Linked DNA regions of Rattus norvegicus: all the other regions are linked to region 1. A link is a contact called in public Hi-C data. All regions are on one chromosome and are shown on one strand. Each heading gives the region's core, a stretch centred on a gene start, on an enhancer-like site or on the middle of the called end of the contact. The rest is flanking DNA. Distances are from core to core; before and after follow the strand shown. Region 1 overlaps LOC102546726 (a long non-coding RNA gene). Region 2 has its middle 380 kb from the start of Pik3r1. Region 3 overlaps LOC102546726 (a long non-coding RNA gene).

Evidence for each region. Hi-C and Micro-C count contacts between places; a contact is called where the count stands out from the background.
Region 2: a Hi-C map of liver shows a contact between it and region 1, with 6 times the contacts expected there. The contact joins two enhancer-like sites. A contact is called at or near these places in 2 of 12 Hi-C or Micro-C datasets (liver and psoas muscle).
Region 3: a Hi-C map of liver shows a contact between it and region 1, with 2.2 times the contacts expected there. The contact joins two enhancer-like sites. A contact is called at or near these places in 2 of 12 Hi-C or Micro-C datasets (kidney and liver).

Annotation. Positions count from the first base shown.
Region 1 is chr2:35,326,363-35,331,291 of GRCr8, reverse strand. All of the region lies in intron 5 of LOC102546726 (a long non-coding RNA gene), which reads left to right. Among named protein-coding and RNA genes, the nearest start is that of Cd180, 260 kb to the left of the region's middle. Within about 2 kb of position 2,636, at least 8 of the 93 cell types and tissues checked have an H3K27ac peak or open chromatin away from gene starts, as enhancers often do. A contact at or near this core is called in liver, where this site is marked.
Region 2 is chr2:35,074,516-35,079,444 of GRCr8, reverse strand. No RefSeq gene overlaps it. Among named protein-coding and RNA genes, the nearest start is that of Pik3r1, 380 kb to the right of the region's middle. Within about 2 kb of position 2,599, at least 4 of the 93 cell types and tissues checked have an H3K27ac peak or open chromatin away from gene starts, as enhancers often do. A contact at or near this core is called in liver, where this site is marked.
Region 3 is chr2:35,493,272-35,498,200 of GRCr8, reverse strand. The region is part of intron 1 of LOC102546726 (a long non-coding RNA gene); the gene reads left to right. Among named protein-coding and RNA genes, the nearest start is that of Cd180, 94 kb to the left of the region's middle. Within about 2 kb of position 2,325, at least 5 of the 93 cell types and tissues checked have an H3K27ac peak or open chromatin away from gene starts, as enhancers often do. A contact at or near this core is called in liver, where this site is marked.

The DNA of each region.
Region 1 (4,929 bases), core at 1,387-3,886:
AATTTCTCTTCTGAGAGCCCTCTTCCCAAGTGACTTTGGGTTATGTCAAATTGTTGTGTAGCAGTTTTGAGATTGAAACAGAACAACTTGCAGGTTAGCTCATTAAGACAAGAAGTAAATAACACAAAAGAGCTTCAAGAAGTCCTTGAAACTGACCAGAATCATTAGGCTCTTTCTTCTTCTTCAAGCATAAATTAGCAAAGACTGTTGAGCGTCACATTCAGTCAAGCCAATCTGGAAAGAAGACTATTAGGCAATCTTAGCCACAGCAAGAAGCAGCAATCAGGACCAAGGGTCTGCTACATATGTGGCTGAAGCCATGGGTTCTTCCATTTGTACTCTTTGGTCGATGGTTTATTCCCCCAGAGCTCTGGGTGTCTGGTTGGTTGATATTGTTCTTCCTATGGGGTTGCAAACCCCTTCAGCTCCTTCAGTCCTTCTCTAACCTCTCCATTGGGGCTCATGAGCTCAGTCCAATGGTTAGCTGCAAGCATCCTCATCTGTATTAGTAAGGCTGTGGCAGAGCCTCTCAGGAGACATCCATATCAGGTTCCTATCACCAAGCACTTCTTGGCATCAGCAATAGTGACTGGGTTTGGTGCTGCATATGGGATGGATCCCCAGGTGGGGCAGTCTCTGGATGACCTTTCCTTCAGTCCCTGCTCCAATCTTTGTCCTTGTATTTCCTCCCTTCAGTATTTTGTTCCCCCTTCTAAGAAGGACTGAAGCATCCACATTTCACTCTTCCCTTTTCTTGAGCTTCATATGGTCTATGAATTGTTTCTTGGGTATTCAGAGCGTTTGGTCTACTATCCACTTATCAACGAGTGCATACCATGTGTGTTTTTTCTGTGACTGGGTTACCTCACTCAGGATGATATTTTCTAGTTCCACCCATTTGCCTATGAATTTCATAGTCATTGTTTTTGATAGCTGAGTAGTCCTCCATTGTGTAGATGTACCACATTTTCTGTATCCATTCCTCTGTTGAAGGGTGTCTGGGTTCTTTCCAGCTTCTGGCTATTATAAATAGGGCTGTTATTAGAAGGCTCATTTCTCCAGTGTAGGGGAATGCCAGGGTGTTGAGGTGGGAGTGGGAGTATCTTCATAGAAGCAGGGGAAGGGAGGATGAGGAAAGAGGGAAAGGGGATAACTTTTGAAATGTAAATACATAAAATATCCAATGAAAAAAGGAAGCAGCAGCCAGCCACACTGCCAAGAAGAGGCAAAGACAAACCAAATTGCACGGAAGAGGCTCAGACCAACTGATCACCAGGAGAGGACAGTCTCCAAACTGCTGAGGTGCCTGAAGGCCGTGCAGTGTGCTCCAGGCTTCCAGATTTTGTGAGCTGTCACCCAGGCTATGTGGGCTGGAGTTATTTATGTTCCTGTTAGTAACCCCTCACCCACATTTCTGTACGCAGCCCCAGTAAAATTCATTGGTTCATCACGTTGGATTTTAGTGGTTTTCATGCTTTGGTCTATTGTAGGGATCCTATCTGAGATGACAGCATGTGTTTGAGATAGTCACACAACAGACATTTAAAAATGCTAAGCCAAAGAATTCATATACACATGTACATGATTTCTCTTACACTGTTAGAGTCCTCTAAGCAACAGTGCTAAGTAATATAATAATACAATCATAATCATAATTATAAAATTGGTAGGCCTTTTCTGTCCCTTGGTGATGTTCATATAGGCAGATTAGGCCAAACTGAAAGCAGATATAGGCAAGTTAATTCAGTGTTGCTCCCAGGCGGGTTCAGCAGTACCAAAGAATAGGCCCCAGGAAGCTGTGCACCCTGGCTAGGATGGGGAAGTTTTACAGACTGTAGGTAAAGGGTATTGATGTGTCAGCCATAAGATGGTTTCGTGCCCAAGTCTGGTTTAGGAAGGGATTTGAGTGGCTGGCATCGGGGATGAGGTTGCCACAGCTTCCAGGAATGCTGACCTGGGTTCTTAGATACTTTCCTTTGTTCAGAGGGTTTTGTTTGGTTATTTATATTTTTGTTGTTTGTTTTGTGCCTTTGGGGGTGGGGGAAGGAAGGCAGACAGGGTTTCCTAGCTTGTGCAGGGACAAGCAGGGCTTCCAGCTGAACAACAACAATAACCAGTTCGGCCTTCATGAGTTCTCTGGTCACGGATCAGGTTTTGTGGAAAGTAGTGCCTTCCAGTGAAGATGTGAGGTCCAGCCCTTTCCACGTCAATGTCTGAAGCTGCACCACCTCTTACAGTCCCTCTGACCTTGATTCCTTTGCACACTGCTCATTACCTGTGTACATCACATGTTTATATATTGGGTATAAAACAGATAGCTCTGAATAATTTGAAAAGACCTAGCTTTTTTGGGTCTGTTTTAAATCAGGTAGCATTCTCTCTTGGTCCCCTTTTCTTTGTTCCTTCCCTCCTTGATCTTGTGTTATTCCCCTTCCTCCCTGTCCCCCTCCTCCTTCTTTACACCCCTCCACCAAGTCTTACACTCTCCCCACAAGCTTTCTCCTGATAACTAGCTGGAAACTCACTGCGTAGATGAGACTGTCTTTTATGCATTCCTCCTGCCTAAGCCTCCCAAGTGCTGGGCGGGCGGATGGGAGTCAACAAGCATACTTGGCTATCAGGTGGCTTGCACAGGCAGTGCCAAGAACCAGGTGGACCTTGCCAGGCCTTGTGACCCAGCACTTTGTCCTCTGGCTACACTAGGAACCTATCCCCTTTTTCCTTTGCTTCCTCTAGAGAGGCTTGAGTCTTAGGTCAAGAAGGTCTCAGGCTTTCTGCTTGTTTAAGACTCGATAGCATCATTTGGGGGATGCATTCCTTCTAAAGGGAATTCCTTGACCATTCACTACTCCTCCATTAACCCCAAGCACTTTAATTGGTCTCTGTACAGATTGCATTGAATGTTACCCCATGCATTGTTTGTTTTAGGCTCTGAGGTCTTTATGAGCCCTCTGGGGACTAATATTTATTTGCCATTGGAATTTGAGAAAGGAAAGAGCTCTCTGAATTGCTTCTGAAAGCCTTTTCTCTGGGAAACAAAAGCTCACCCCTCGCATTGTGTGAGTGCAGCTTCGTGTATCAGCTCTTTATCCCACACGGCTGCTCTGTTTTCATTACCCAGTCCTCGGAGAAAGACCTTCTGCTAGAACTAACTTTTTACTGGCATTCTGAGAAAGGCCCAGTTCTCAGAAGAAACTTTTCACAAAGGGGACCCTGAGATTCTGTAAGTGCTTTCCTCCAGTTAATAGTAGGAATATTCCTTAAAGAATATTTGGGGCCTCCTATTTGCATGAATGCATGTGCATGTCAATGTGCATGTGCATGCATTAGGATGACCTTGAAGCTGGCTTACAGCTGGATCTGTCTGAGCCTGCCACACTTCATGCTTGTCCTATTTAAATATACCTTCTGCTAGTGACTGTGCTGACTTGTAGGGGCAAAACAGTGAATTAATCATGGTCTCGGTGCCAAAGAAAACTTAACTGCAGCCTCTAAATCTTAGGAGAATAACCATTATTTAAACATAGGACTTAGATATACATTCAAACCCAGGCAGCTACTATTTCTTCAGTAGGAGACACAGAAGGGCCACTGGATAGGATTGGCCTTGCTTTTTGCCTATCTACATGAAAAGTGGTTTCTTTGACAACTTTAACTGCTGTTTGGTCAGAAATTATGAAGCTAGCGAAAAAGCTCAATTACTGGTGCTTGCTTTTCCTTTCAAAGCTACTTAAACTTGAACTCTTTGAGTGTCCCTTTTTGCTGGAGATACATTGAGAACGCCTTTATTCCGTGAACTTGCTCAGTGTCACTCCTTTGCCTGGTCACCTTCCACTGAGCTACGAGGGGTGCTACTGTCAGGGGAGAAGCTCAGCACTGGTGGTCCTAATATCAAGGACACGGGAGGTAGGAGACAAGGGTTTGAACCTACTCCACACAGGGAGTGCAGCCTAGGGAAACCAAAGTCACATCTAAGATACTTGGCCCCCAACTTCACCCCAACTCTGTCTCTTAACGCCTATTTTGATCAATCAGACAGATTATTATTAGCTTTGTTAGGAAGAACTAGGCAGTGAGGAGAGGCCCCTTCTGGCCATCCTCAGATTCCTGTCGGAGCAAATACAAGATGAAAGCTCCCATGACTCTAACATTCAAGGTCATCCTTTTTCTGTTGGATGTGTTGCAGATGTGTTTGCAATTGGCAAGTGTTCGTCCTCACAGGAATGTGACACCTTTTATTTTAGAAAGCCCAGTCTCCGTGTAAAAGATGGAAGGCTTACTTTTGAATATAAGTGATGAAGAAATCGGTTATTTGGAGCGCAAACTTCCAGAGGGTCAGAGTCTATGACCATCATGGCAGAGAGAGCAAACAGGCAGGCAGTTGTCAAGGTGCTCGAACAGCAGCTGAGAGCTTATATCTTGATCCACAAGCACAAGGCAAAGAGTGGTCACCGGTAAAGGCATGATGGGTTTTTGAGACCTCAAAGCCTACCCCTAGTCACATACCTCCTCCAACAAGGCCATACCTCCTGATCCTTCCCTACCCCTAGTCACATACCTCCTCCAACAAGGCCATACCTCCTGATCCTTCCCTAACCCTAGTCCAACAAGGCCATACCTCCTGATCCTTCCCAAATAGTTCTGCAAACTGTGGATCAAAACTCCAAATATTTGAACCTTTAGAGGCCATTTGTGTTGAAAGCACCATAGACATTTATTATTGTGTCTAAGTTGTATATGTGTACATGGACAGAGACACATACAAAGAGTACTGGATATCTGTAAGTAAATCAGAGTCACTGTGTGTAGCAAGTCTCTTGAGGACTTACACATTCATTTGTGGCCATTGATGAAAAATAAAGCTTACCCTGAAGTAAGAGGCATAATTGATGGTTTGAAATTTCAGATACAAGAACCGACCTTCTAATC
Region 2 (4,929 bases), core at 1,350-3,849, 250 kb after region 1:
GGAGGGCAAGAAGAGTGGCAGAGTTTGGCCTCCAACCACACTCTGATCTCTATGGGTTTTGAGAATTTCTGTGTTGTAAACCCTTCAAAAAAGAGAAATACATTTATTTCCTAATAATATTGGTATAAAGAAGAACATATCCTGAGGTTCTGGCTTAACATTCATAGAACTCGCTGCCCTTGTAGAGGGGCAGTATTTGGTCCCAGCGCCCACACTGGGCCTACAATCTCCTATAACAGTGGTTCTGAGGGATCCCAGGCCCCCTTGAGATCTCCATGATCATGAGGTGCATGGACGTACGTGCAGGCAAAGCATTTGTAACACATGCTATGAAACAAATAAACCTCTTTTTAAAATATCAGTATATTGACAATACATAGTAAACATTATTTCTTATCTAAAATTTCACATTTTTTCTTCTCATTTTTAAAGCAGTTAAATCATTCTTATTGATCCTGGGAGAATTTGGAATGTTAGCACTGGGCTCACTGTGCCTAACCATAAAATGTCCCTGAATAGATGGGTCAACTTTTGATTATATGATATTCAAGGTCCTCTAGAGGACAAGAGCCACTGGAATAGATATTAGGGACATAAACATGAGAGATTGGTTAAAGAAGTAGAGACACCAGGAGCCTGGCACAATCCAAGTCTCAGAACCAGGGAAGCAGGCTCTGTAACTGTCTTTCTGATGCTAACGTTTTGAGGACTCAGGGAATGTATGCTTTAAGTACCAGAGCACAAAAAATTAGGGAGTTCCAGAGTCCACAGATCAGAGAAAGACACATTCCTATGCCCCTTGCTTTTCTTCATTCTGGGCACCCTTCATTGATCACATCAGTCTACATTGAGGGCAGATCTTTGTTATCCAGTTCTAACTTACAAGCTGTTCCCTTGAAACCTCTTTGTAGACACACTGAAAGCAATGCTGTACCAGGTCTTCAGGAAATCCTCAACCCAGTAAAGTTGACAAAAATTTTCTACCATCTACCCCAATGCATAGGATATACGTGTTAACGCCAAATGGAGGTTAGAGCCCACGGAGCCATGTGCTCACGTTGCATTGGCAAGGCAGCAGTAAGAGACATGTGAGAAGTCCATTATTTGAATGAAATAAACCAACCCCTTCTGTGAATTCAGGTTTGAGGCCAACTCTGTACTGCTGAGTTCCTTTAGAACAGGACAAAGGAGACACTGAGTCCTCTGGTAAATCCTGCTGCTGCTTCCTTATTACTACCTGAGCTTTGTACCACTGCTCATACCAGTGCTGCAGTCTCCACCATTTCTCTCCCTGTAAACAAGTCAAGGTAGTTAACAGGAAAGTCAGGCCAATTCAGTGGGCTTCATCATCAGGGAGAGAGCAAAGGAAGAGGAGAAGCGATAAGTTTGAGGCACATTTCTCAGGATCCTTTGAAGGAGAGTCTAGCTTGGGTGGGGTTGCATGACAGGAGAGAGGAATCACAAATATGAAGCGTGATGAGACCGTTCCAGGCACTTTGCCTCATACAGAACATCCGCCATTGCTTCTTTGGATATCCCCTCGTTATCTCACAGGTGAAGAGAATGCAGCATCTGGACTTGAGGTAAGTCTTTTGAGCTTTCACATCCAGATGTAAGATTTCCCTGTATACAGAATTTACAATATAAACAGGAGCACCACAAGAAGAAGTGAAAACAAAAAGACTTGTCCCTCCCTCTGCTGGGTTTGTTTGACCTACGTTTTCACATGGAACTGTAGCACCCAAGTTCAGTGTTGCTGGCAACCCAGAGATAGTCACAGATATTTCTAGGCTAATTATCTAAATTGAGGGAAAGACTCTGTTTTTCAGTACTGGACTATGGCATCATAGGTTTTCTATCTAGGTTGTATTTTGTATTTAAATATGTTTTCTTCCTGAAAGTCACCCTGAGTCGTAGCGTAGCTCTGCAGTGGCGACCACCTAAACACATCGTCTGACTTCGAGAATTCAATCATGGGCTTCAGAGTGCACTGCTGCCTTTGCTTTAAGAAAAATAAGCAAGAGTAGAGAAAAACAGCGGACAAGATATTTCTTCTTCAAGATTCTATTTGTCATCTAGACCTCTGGAAGCAAAGCACTAGATAGGCTTCCCTGAATAGCATGATTAATTAGTTCCTCAGACCACAGTTACTGCATGTAATTGGGGTGCCTTTTCATTTGATTTCCTTTGTAAACGGTTCTACCGTTCTCAATTTCCTTCGTGCTCTTGTTCTTCCTCTTAGAAGTGTAAGTTTAGCAAATCAGCCTGGGTGAGAGGAGATTGTCTCGGTGGTCTTCTGTCATCATAGAACACCACAGACTTTTTCTATTTTAGGAATGAAATGCCCTTGAGGGCCAGCCTTGTAAGGTTTATAATTCCCCTTGGTGGCCACACACTTCATGATCCTTTCAAACATAGATCTCAACAGGAAAGAATGACTTGATAACCTGTCAAATAGTTCCAGGATCTGCAAAGATACCACGCAGAAGCTGTCTTATCACTGTGAAAACGTGTTCTATTCTCTGACTATCATCTGAGTTCATCTTCCCTTCTGCTTTACACCTCTGACCTTTGCTACTGCTTCTCAGTAAGAGCTTTCAGCCTAGACCACAGAGAACGTGCTGTGTGTTCTATGCCACACACTGTATGTTACCTGTGTTACACTGCACATGGGCATCTGGGTGTGCCAGACCTCAAATATGCTACTAAGGCTTCACTATGAACCACCAGTAGTTGTCAATCCTGAGATTCACCTGAAAAAATCCAATTCCAGCATTGTGGCCAAATTTAAAGCAAGCATTATTAAATATTAACTATGGACCAAGAGATGGACTTTGGCCAGACCCAGTCCCTGGAATTTCCCAGCCAAAATGACCCCGAGTCACATGTAGCCGAGGCTTATAGGGATAAACCTATAGGCCACTGTACTTTCCCATGAGGCTTTGTTATTTTCCAAGAACCACAACTCCCAGCATTCCAGGAAGTTACCAAGTTCTTGACCTATTGAGGCTTACAGGCTAATTTTGAGCATTAGGTAACATCTCCAAATCCTTCGCTTTTTTTCTCTATAGTGGGTTGGTCTGATGCTGCTTGTATTTTAATGCTATTACTGGTTCCTTAAGACCCCAGAGGTGAGAAAGTCCACATGTAGATCCAAGTGACATTATGTGACCTTGCTCCCAAGTTTTTTCTGATTGGTAACTAAAATTGCTGACAGCCAATAGCTGGGCAGAAGAGACGTAGGCTTTTCAGGATGGAGGTCAGAGGAGAAACAGAAGGCAGAGGGGAGAAGGTAAACAGAGGAGAAGCTTCCATGGGTTAGGTGAGTCATAAAACTGTGGCCCTGAGAGCTGGCCAATTGGAGTTAAGAGCAGCCCAGATGAAGTATAGTAAGTAATAACTAGTAGTTATCAATAGGAAAGTAGATTCTAAGAGCATACAGGGTAGATATCTGCCCAACTCTTGTGCTGGTTGAGGCTTATTGTAAATAATAAAAGTTGTGTGTCCTTTACCTGGGAACTGAATGAGCAGGGCAGGTTCAACCTCTGAGTTGGGGTTAAATGATTTCTCCATTTCCCCATTATGCCTCAGATACTGTTAGCTCAGCTCAGTTCCATTTCTTCTTTAAGAGGTATTTCAAAAGTGTGTTTAACTCCCGCACAGTGGTGGCACTTTGTCTTGTACTAATTTACAATCATTTTAAAAGAATGATTGTCAGATAGAGCCAAAAATTTCTTTTAAAGTATTGAATATATGAGATTATATGTAATGTCTGTGATGTGCATGATTATTAATCATATATGTACATTAGTGCCATGCAGACTAGAGTCACACTAAAGCAAAAGGGGTGTAATGAAGTAATTGTTGGGGAAGTCTATAACTTTTTCAATATAGGGCTAATCACACTTGTGTCTCCATTTACTGACTGCTCCTGAGACTTACAGATCTCTCTTATGACTTCAAACCAGAGCCGATTGTCCAATCTTCCACCGGCAGAGATTCAATTATAAGTAGAACCATAGATGAATATGTTTAGGAAACAGGACCAGCAGGTACGGAGCAGCACAGTGAAACCTTTGAAAAGTCATAAGTTGGTCTACTGTGGCCCAAATTCATCTTTTTGTTTTATTGTTGTTTGTTTGATTGTTGTCCTGACATCATCCCCGAAACCCACACAGTACAGGTAGGATTTCTGAGAACTAAAATGAACCTAAAATTGTGTCCTAACAGTTTCATTGATTTTCATTAATCATTCAATTCTTCCCTCTAAATCTTGGAGCATCATTGAAAATCAAGCTTTTGTTTACCAGAGACAAATTTATACTCCATCAAAGGTCAAGTTATCATCCTCCAAAAGGTTAGTTAGAGATGGCTGGCTTGAAGGGCGATACAAGTTGAATTTGCAGCACTCTGCTCACCCCATCAAGTAGACCTGCCTTCCTTGCCACCCTTCTTAGCTCAACCTGCCTTCTTCCCACTATGACTCGAAAACAAGAATACATCAATGTATTTGAGAGAATCCAATGATTTGAGTCTAGGAATCACTTATTCCCAATATACCTTCAATGATGAATTTCTTTGACCTCTTCATCTAAAGTGAATTGCCCTTTCCTTTTAGGAATGAATATCTGATCAATTAATCATTACCAAAAATGTGTATGGTTCTTAAAAGTGCTTTATGTTTTATATACAGATAAATATTTATTGAGAAAATATGTGTTCGAAATGAAGAATTTCCAGGGCTTCAGTAGACAAAGGCAGTTGTTGCCAAGCCTGGAACCCTGAGTTTGATCCCCAGTTCCCCATAGCAGAAGGAGAGAACAGGCTTCCACAAGTTGTCCTCTAGCTTACATGTGCTCTATGGCATTCAATGCGCACAAAATTAATGAAGAAATTAATCAAAATGAAAATAACCTGAAAGATTAGAGA
Region 3 (4,929 bases), core at 1,076-3,575, 170 kb before region 1:
GCACCCCGATTCTGATGGACTTCAAATCCAGTTGCTAAGAGGTCTAAGCAAGTCTCAGACTGAAAGAACGCCGCACTTGTGTTTGCCCGTGCGCATCAATGTCTGTGCATGTTCATTCGTGAGCATGTGTTGAGGATGAGTTGTACAGAAGGCAAGGAATACAACCAAGTACGATCTCAAACTCAAAATCGACCAGCATTTTAGTCACACTCTGAAGAGAAGACATGTTCTCATCATTCCAGATCTGGCTCTGGTTTCACCGCAGGAATTTCTTCTTATCTTTTCCCATGAAATGACCTTTCCCTCGTTTGCTCTCCCACCTGCTTTGTGTCTTTGCATTAAGTAACTCATCACATTTGTCTGCCTGTGGCAGGACTCCCAGGATTTTTGGGACTATACACCAAAGATCTCAAGGATGCTGAGCTCTCAGCCTTGGCTCAGGGCCAGTCATCCTTTGAAGGGTGGATGAAGCCTTGTCACAGGCTGGAAATTGAAGAACTCTCCCGCCATGGCACACACTGTGGTATGGGTGCCCGGGCCCTTTTTTAATCCCCTCATTTTTGCCATTGATTATGTCTCTGCTTAACACCAACAGCTTTATGCAGAGGCCTCTGCAGAGACTGAGATTGCCATGGGATAGATCAGGTTATTTGTTTGTAAGCCTGGGTCAGCCTTAGACCTGATGTCTTGAACTGAGAATATTCCCCGGAGCCCTTAGGAAAGCACTTGACATGTTCAAATAGAAACTCATATCCAATCTCTGCTTTTCATTATTCTTCATTTATTTTTCTTCATGAACATTTGGACTTGCCCAGGTGTCCTAGGTTGTTTGGGGGTTGTGTGGGAGGGAGCTACGTTAACAGAATATGTAGACACAAGTTCAGTCTAACTCAGTAATTATGGCTTGCTGGATTACAAGCAGGCAAGTGCTGGCTTTTTTTTTAAATTGATTTTTATGATTGATACAGGGATACCTAAACCTTGTGCTTTCTCTGTGGACAGTGGGAGGGACAAGAAATGGGAAAATGTTCACATAAGGTTTCTGATAATTTACTGTTCTAGGAAGCTTAAAGCTTAAAAATCTTCATCTAATGGACAAGAATTTCTTACATGAATTGATACTCGTTCCTTGACTATTCCTAGGTGCCTGAGGCCAATATGACATTCTAAGTATTGGAAAGCAGTTCAGTGCCTCCCTGCGGTGAGAAAGAAAGCCCACAGTGGGGCAAAGAGAGCTCCCCAGGATAGCCATCTAAAACAGAGGGTGATTCATATCCTGTCATTAACACAGCAAAAAATTTGTCCTCCTTACTCATGACATGTTTGAGCTGGAAAAACACAATATGCTAAATTCTCAATTTCCTGATGGGCCACATGAGCTCTCCTAATGACCTGTCATTGGCAGCTTGACTTCAGAACATTCCAGGCTCTGTTCCGCGGGGCGCATGCTGAACAACTCAGGAGTTAAAGTGTAGTGTGGCAACCTAACTCTGGATCACCAGAATAACCTGCTTATCCTGAGTGCCAGTGTATTGACATTAACTCCCAAGTTCTTTTAAGTTCCTCATGAATATTTTCAGATTGCATTTCAGGTCCTAACCTTAACGGGAATAAAAAAAACAAAAACCCACAACAAAACAAGCAAACCTAACCCGAACCTGGCCTTTCATTTAAAACTACAGAGAACATTGAAGTAACCTTTTCTTGGGAAATAGCACTTTCTTCTGGACAAACATGTTTTCATATAAAGTTCACGTTTTTGGTATTATGGAATTATATAAGTGCAGTGTTTAAACTTAGAGAATATTGCTCTTTAAGGAACCAGAACGATTTAACCTTTTAAAAAATAGATATAGCCCGTATGTAGAAACATAGAAAAAATATGGTGGGGGCAACTTTTATTCTTAGAGGAGGCAAAGGTACTAAAATTACAGAAAGGTTAAATCTGATTGAGTTCCGTGATCACTCAGCTGGAATTTAATCCAGTATTTAAAGAAAAATGTCTGTTTATTGGTGGTATAAGACTGCTAGAACTGACACCATCTCGGCTGACTAACTGTCTCTGTGCCTGGGGTACCTGAAAACTATACTCCAGGCTACAGTCTGTCCCTCCACTCTATCCATGCACACATTTCCCTCTGCTGTGTCATAAGGTCAGCTTTGCTACGTCACTTCATAGGTGAGGACACTGAGAGTCAGAGTTACAGAGCCCCCAAAGGTGGTGGCAGGGTCTGAACTTAAGGTTGGCCCTACTACACCAGACGCTTACAGAGCACTCAGAAGCAAAGGTTCAGGCAGTGTTTATTGACACATGTGGAGCCACTATTCTAGGAGAACTAGAAGAGTCAACATTTCAGAGAACATTTGATTGGCTAATTCCAGGGGACAGTGAAGCTATTAGGACATGATTCCTCCTGGCCAAAGCATTCATCTGAGAGGAAGTAAAAGGTTGTTGCAAATAGGGTTTAGAAACTAGGGAAGGAGATGACGCCCTCTTTGGTGTGGGCATTTTCTATTGTCTTCAGAGAGATAAATGACTCTCCCTCTTTCTCTCCCTCTCTATATAAACTGTGTGTGTGTGAGTGTGTGTGTGTATAAATATATATATATATATATATTTATACACACACATACACAGACACACACATAGACACACATACACAGACACACATACATAGACATACATACATAGACACACATACACACACAGACACACACACATAGACACACATACACAGACACACACACAGACACATAGACACACACACACAGACACACACATATACACATGGGCTTTCAAGGTTATCATTAGCAAAATGGGCTCAGCCTTGAAGAGCTTGGGACTTTCCTTTGTGAAGAAGGTGACCACCGCACTTTAATGCTAGAGCCTGGAGGAGCAACGTTAGAACCAGAGACCAGTACAGAAACTTTCCTTGGAAGTGCTGAACAGGTGGGAGCAAGTTCAAGCCAGCTTAGCTCAATTCAACAAGCTAGGGAAACTGGCTTAGTTGTCACTCTGGGTTCTGGTAGAGATTCTGATGCCGTAGGTTCGGTGCATCTTAGAAATCAGTGCTGAGATACCCCAGTGTAGGTGAACGTCAGGGTGGGGAGGTGGGAGGGAGTGAGCGGGTGGGAGTGTGGGTGAGGGAGCACCCTCATAGAAGCAGGGGCTGGGGATGGGATATTGTGTTTCTGGAGCGGCAACAGGGAAAGGGGATAACATTTAAAATGTAAATAAACCCGCCCCCCAAAAGAAATCAGTGCTGAGACCTCAAACCAGAACAACCAACTCAACAAGGCGGGTGTATGGTTCAATTTTCTAACCCTGAGAGAAACAGTTTAAAGAGGAAAGCTATTTCTGATGTTTCTGTTCATGGCTACCCTCTTCATTGCAACCCTGTGTGGCAGAACATCGTGGCAAAGGGAACATGTGAAAGTAGAATCCACTTATTCCTGGAAATGTGGACAATTTGTAGAAGCAGCTGGAGGTAACATATACTCTTCAAAATATTGCCCCTCATTCTTCTTCCACTAAGGACTAAAATCAACGCATCCATGGAATTGATCTGTTTCCTTGCTTTGAGAGATGGATGGGGATTTTTTTATTCAATGGTGGTTCTTAGCTTTCTGAATCTTTCTGGTGCCCATTGAAGTGTGAACTCTTTTCTCAAAATTGGGAATATTCACATCAACACGGGGCTGCTGTTTGGGGGATTTGCATGGACTTTGAGTTTCACCTCTAGGAATGAAGTAAAACCAAGAAGGGAGCAATATTTTTGCCTTTGATCAAACAAGGGTACCTTCAAATCTAAGACGTGAACAGGACCCATGGCATTTGTGGCTACCTCGATGTTTCCCTTTTTTCAGGTCATCTCCGTGGGTAGTGAATAGTAGTGTAATTTATAACAGAGCAGAAGAGGGGTTGGGGGCTCTGTGTAGAAGTGAGCGTACTTATTTCTCAAATCATAACATGTAAGTTGGGTTTGACTCCCACACCAGGCTGCTGTAGGAAGCGCTATGTCAGTACAGTTCCCCATCTCTGTCTCAGAGTCCCCTGTGAGATGTCCATTCATTTGCCCACACTCCATAAGGGTAACTGTTCTCCCCTTCCCCAACTGGCTGTGAAAACTGCTAAATGGTGAAATACTTCCCATCTGAAGAGAAGAGTTTCTGGCTGGTGGGTGGTTGAATGATTCACTTCCTGGTATTAGTACAATGAGAAAAAACTCTCATTCATAAATGTCCTCTTACTTGTAGCAACTTTAGTTTAAGTAGGTCTTCACTGCTGGGTCATTCAAACGCTGGTGATTCTTTGAAATGTCCAGACGGACGTGAACATACTTCTCAATCTACAGGGGCATCTTCATTGAATGGACTCTCCCAAGACCAGAGATAGGGAGCTATTGTGAATCAGAGGTCAAGGTGGTACCAGAAAAGATTTTTTCCATTGCTAGGGATGAACCAAAATGGAGATTTGGTATGCTACATACTGATCCATCATCAAGGCACATCCCCAGCCAAAGTAGACTTTTGTAGGTGATAGAAGCTAAAACCCTAAATTCCACCAAGGCTAAAAAGAGTGTTCTGATGCCTAAATTAGTTACTGTCAAAAAGCCTCAATTTTTCTTAACTATATTTGAAGAAAGAGACCTGGGAGTACTGCAATTGATAAATGAATATCAATATCATTCATCCTAGGGGGTGAAGAGGTTGGCCCAAGGTCAGTGGCCAAAGGAGAGGTGGCAGTATTTCCTTTTGGCAGAGTCAGAATTTGGTACAGGGTGTAGAGAGAGTAAAGGCTAGACTTGGCCAACGAAAAAGGGTTGGGTGGATTTAGAGAACTTGCAAGTAATTCCACGAGCCATAAAATGTTACTCAAGGTCTTTGAGTGTGCCTGAGGGACCAGTGCCAGGATTTGTCCAGGGAATA